2 separate regions of the Salmo salar genome follow, and region 2 is linked to region 1. A link is a contact called in public Hi-C data. All regions are on one chromosome and are shown on one strand. The core of a region is the stretch at or near the end of the contact, and the rest is flanking DNA. Distances in the headings are between cores, read along the strand shown.

Evidence for each region. Hi-C and Micro-C count contacts between places; a contact is called where the count stands out from the background.
Region 2: a contact with region 1 is called in a Hi-C map of gill, with 2.0 times the contacts expected there. The contact joins the enhancer-like site here to the promoter of LOC106580882 in region 1. A contact is called at or near these places in 2 of 3 Hi-C or Micro-C datasets (gill and muscle).

What each region holds. Positions count from the first base shown.
Region 1 is chrssa20:56,286,186-56,288,885 of Ssal_v3.1, forward strand. It overlaps LOC106580882 (RING-box protein 2), which reads right to left and starts at 1,435. Exons shown (of 3, transcript XM_014162410.2): 1 at 1,129-1,435; 2 at 604-651; 3 at 1-164. The coding sequence starts at 1,303. The coding sequence ends at 46.
Region 2 is chrssa20:56,427,117-56,429,816 of Ssal_v3.1, forward strand. rasa2 (RAS p21 protein activator 2) reads right to left here. Exons shown (of 24, transcript XM_014162395.2): 10 at 261-411. Among protein-coding and RNA genes, the nearest start is that of LOC106580883, 24 kb to the right of the region's middle. Within about 2 kb of position 1,320, at least 2 of the 13 cell types and tissues checked have an H3K27ac peak or open chromatin away from gene starts, as enhancers often do. A contact at or near this core is called in gill, where this site is marked.

The DNA.
Region 1 (2,700 bases), core at 185-2,684:
TCCTGTCCAAACTTGCAGTGGAAGGATTGGGAAGTTAGAGGGACTTCATTTGCCGATTCTCTGTACGACCCAGTCCTGCTGGCACAGTGGACAGCGATTGTTCTGCTTAACCCAGAGAGACATGCAACAATTGTGGAAAGAGTGGTTGCACTCTCCCCATACCACTGTGAAAGAGGGGAGACAGAAGCAGACTATGAAATGGTGTGCTACATGGTATTTTCAAATTCAGCATGTCAGCAGAAGAGCAGAATACATGGTAAAGCATATTGGTACACACACAATCAATATTTGTATCCAAATGCATACACAGTACAAACTCTGCTTTACCAAGGTTAAGATACCCTGGCTTTATCAAATTGTAACCCCATATACTAGACTAGAAACCCAGGTATATCTGTCACATGCACATCTCCTGGTGTGAGACCAGTAGGAGTTGTGGCCCAGTTCTGGATCTATAAAATGTGTATCCAGGTTTCCCCAACACTGGAGCAGACCCATGTAGGACCAGGGTCATACCTACCGGTGATCTGAACACCAGATTGAACTGTCTGGTGTCTTAGGGCTATATAAATGCTTGGCTCTAAGACGTTTAAAGTAGCTTACCAACACAGTCCTCTTGTTTATTTTCAGCCTGACACCGCAAGCATGCATCTGCGGAGAGAAGGTATATATCAAGGAAACGTATTAACCAACTAGCCATACTGGTGCACAGCTGTCGCTGACCATTCCTGCATGGTGACAAATGGACTGACACAGCTAGCTTGACAGCAATTCAGTCCTCCCATGCGAGAGTAGTTGGTTACTGTAACTAGCTTGATTCCTTGCAATGCCTTGAGTCATGTTCTCAGAATTCTAACGTTAGCTATATTAGCTAGCTAACGTTAGTTGTCTGTTTTGTAGCTAGATATGATCTAGCAAGCTAAGCTATCCAACTAGGATCCATTATCGGTCTGTCTGCCCATGACATGATGATGGCCATCTCTTAATCAGTTTAGCTAGGTGACTGTCTGACCACTAAACTACTGTATTTATCTTGTTGTTAGCTAGCTTAATGCACACTAAGAGTTATCTATGGGTGTACTACTATAACTAGTTACTGTAGCTGGCTAGCTAGCTAAATAAACGTACCCATAACTTGGACCCTACAGATGGCGCATGTATCGCACTCCACATCCCAGCTCCACATTGCCACAGCATTCCATTTCTTGAGAGAAAACATCTTGTCACTGCTCGATTTTGACCCCGAGGTAGAGCTGTGAGAGTGAATTACACCCGGCTCTTCACCGTCTTCCATCTCTGCCATAGAATAATCTAGCTAAAGGTAAAACAAAATGGACGAAATAAACAGGCTAGCTAGTCCGTAGCGCAAACAAACCAGCCCAGCAGAACAAACAAACCAGGAGGCGCTCATGCGCTAAAACACATCTGCAGTACTAACAAACTAACACATGGCGGAGCCAAAGATTAAAAGGTAGGCTACTGCGAATGAAGCTGAAATTCTTCACTGTCGGTCTCAAGAAGCTAAGAAAAGGTAGCGGATGCTCTTATTTTGTATTGCGCACCCTTCTGTTCTGGTTATTTTGCTGTGTGTGTGTTGTTTTTTATATACTGTATGGCTACTGTTGCTCAGTTGACCTTTTTCAATGAAATTAGTAAAAAAATAACCCCTTGAAATACCTATGGTTAAACTAATAATGGCACTAAACTTTTAAGTAATATATATTGCTTATTTAACAGAGAATACTGTATCTACACCAGACTTTCTCAAAATACAAAACAGATGTTTGGACAACATTGAGACAATTCAATCAAATCTAACCACAGTTCTCAAATTATTCATACACTCAGCTCTGTTTTGATCTCAGTGGCGTTCTCTCTCCCTGTTATGTGAAATGATATATGTATGAAATAACCAAAACATGCTATTTAATCAGGAAATGCTGGCTTTCAAAGTCACTGTAGCGCAACAGGAACACCCTAACCCAATAACCAAGTTTATCTATGCAGGGTCCTAATGAATGAAAGAACATCAATAGAAGGCAATCAAAACTTCAATCTCATCCCAAAAAAACTCCAGCCTGATGCACATACATGCCATAAGCCAATTAATTATTTTCCAAAACATAGCATGACTAGGAATGTTGATGTACAGCTGAGTCAGGTCTTGAGTTCACAGGGTTGTATACTTTTGAGGCAATTACACCCCATTTTCCTCCAAGTCCTCTACTCAATCGCAAAGTACCACAGGACTCTGTAATGCTCTGCACTTTGCTTTTAAAGTATCCTGTTGCCTCGGTACCTTGAGACCCCTCGATGGACTTCTTCCCACAGAGTTTAACTCATTCATTTGCTTTTAGCCTAGAATAAATAATAAAGAACTATTAAAAAAAGTAAATGTGTAACATTTTGTTAAAACATGGTGTTTGTGTACTCACATCCTACTAGTGAGAGGGTAATACAAATAAACTGGTTGATGAACATGGGGTTCACCCCTGTAGCATTTTCTGACCATGTGGGTAAGTTGGGTGAGAAACTGAGTCAAATACTATATAGACAAACATATTAAAGGAGTGTTCATGTTTCTCTGGATGTCAATTTTGTGGATGGGAAGAAACAATAGAGTGCAAGACACATCTGATATGATGAGGAGACATGATATAAGCCATTTGTCTGTGCTATTCGGTATTGTATTTTCTGTAG
Region 2 (2,700 bases), core at 70-2,569, 140 kb after region 1:
CATAACTTTCTTCCTTAAACTGAAACTTGGGGATTTGGGCAATGAGGCCCTGTATCTACTTCCCCTAAGTCAGATGAACTTGTGGATGCCATTGTTATGTCTGTGTCCAGCATGAACGACGTTTGAGGTAGTTTCCTGAGCCAATGCTAATTAGCGTTAGCACAATGACTGGAAGCATATAGGTATCAGCTAGCATCCCTTTAAGTTCCTTAATGAGCATAATGTACCATTCAGGCAGACCAGGTGTGTGAGGTTAGTACCTTAATGTCTGGGGACTTGAGCAGCAGCGTGCGGAGCGGTGTGTAGCAGGCCGATGGCAGCACATTGTCCTCGATGTAGGTTACGTTGAGCCTCAGAGAGCCCAGGTCGTCTGTCTTGGACTTCCCATTCCCTTTAGGCTGGAGGAGATACCTGTGGACCAGGGAAAGACACCCAACAAAACACACCCAGTCAGCGTTAGAGTGATGGCCAAGCCGACACATTTGTATTTGACAGTGGTGAGTAGGGCTGCACATTTCCGATAACTTATGTCCAGGTTTAATATAGAAATACCGGTTAAAAGCTTCATGGAATCAGGACAGAGTAAGCAGGACATCTGGAGTCCTCCAACCAGAATGTCTGGAAAAACTGGGAGTTTTGGCAAAGTTGCCAGAATTTCGCAACCCTAGTGGTGAGACGCAAATGATGCTGTCAATGCTGCCCACAACATGGGTCATGAAATGTAACGTTTTCAGCCATATAGTGCTTTTTCACTTTCAAATCCATTTCCTGTCCACATCGATTAAACAAACATAATAAAGTAGCATTTATATAACAAAAGCTTTGGAGTTGGAGTTTTACACCTCTGGTAGTGTAGTAGCTTTAAAAAAAAAAATCAAAAAAATATGCAAAGATTTCAAACAGAACGAGAAAAACAATGCATAGTTGAGCAATTAAGCTGCGTGTTTAAGCAGCATGTGAATGAGCTTGGTGAGCCTGTACAGCTGCCTAGCCACCAACAGATGGAGCAGTTTTCACAGATATACATCAGGCTGGAACTCTTCATCGCTTCGAAAGCTGCAGCTATGTTTGTCTCTAATCTGCTTGAACTGTAATCGTACTGCAGTACTCAGACACCCAGAAACCTCAGTTGAGCCCATGTACTCTGGGACAGTCAATAGATCAATATACATTTTGTTCAGCCGAGTTGTGGGTCTGTATGTTAGAGTGTATGTATAGATCATCCCTGCCTTTCTCTCCCTCTCTCTAAAGGAGATGGGGTTCTGCTGTCTCCATGCAAACTGACACCCACACACTAGTCTCACGGCCCTCATGCAAAACACATAGATCGGTATCTGCGTAATCCCTTATCACCTAGATGCGCGCACGCGCACACACACACACACACACACACACACACACACACACACACACACACACACACACACACACACACACACACACACACACACACACACACACACACACACACTTTACAGAACACCACCATCGCAGTGTTCAAAGCAGTCTGAAGACGACGGAAGTAACCAGTCCAAAAAAAGTACCACAGATATAGAGTTGCTAGACCGGGGGACAGGATCTGGCACAGGTTCATCTCCAATTATATATTGTTAAGGTGCTAGACGTAGGATTTTGGATCATTTCGAAAACCGCTGTTTGAAGCTGGTAGACCAAAACCGCCAACAGCTATAAAAATAATACAATGATTCCCTACACTATTCAGTGCTTATTTTCTCAGGTAAACTGAAATTGAGAGAAGTGTTGAATTTTAGCTACCAGGAAATGATAGTGATTTCCAGTAGATAACACAGCCACAAAGTCAGAACAGTTTTCCCAGTTTGACAACAGACGCTGTTCAGGCAGGAGAAATCAATAGGCGAATATCATAGCCAATCACAACACTGGCGGGTAAGTAATACTGTGAAACACTATAATTCCACTATTAGCGCCAGATATAAATGGAAATTCTGAAATTACAATACAAAAAAAATTATAAATCCGATGTGTAGCAGCTTTAAAACACAAGAAAGAAAAAAAACGTATTACTATTAAGTAAAAATAGGAAAAAATATCAAGGAACTGGATGTACCCCTATTCCTCTATTCACAAAGAGTATTGCAGCAGGACTGATATATTGTAGGATCAGTTGTGCCTTTTAAATCATAATGAATAAGATTATATGGACAGGGGGAACCTGATCCTAGATCAACAGTACCCCTCGGATTATTTGTGAGTATGGGCCTTTTTAACATCCACCTCACAATGTGCAGATCTGATCTAGCATCCACGGATCTATGCAGAAAAGAAGGTCAGCATTGTGAGGGGTGTGACGTCAGAGCGCCGGATTGTTGTGGCTGATAAAACGAGGCAAGTAGCAGCGGAGTGCGTAAGACCCTCTGTGTCATGTCCCCTTATCTGTCATCTGCTAATCAGTCTATTCATTTCAGCTAGCTAGCGCGGCAGTCAGATTACATTCTTCAGGTTGAGCGCAGCAGCAGGCGTGTGGCTGCGTGCAGTGAGTGCACGACGTGTCCATGTGAGAGAAAGAAAGTGTGTCACGGTCACCTGATTTCACTAGTAGACTATGTGGCTCTGGTACAAAGTAGTGCAGTGTAGAAGGAATAGCGTGCCACTTTCGAATGCAACCTGTGTGTTTCCGAATACACACACAGCAGTGTCTGAGTGTGTAGTTAGAAGCTA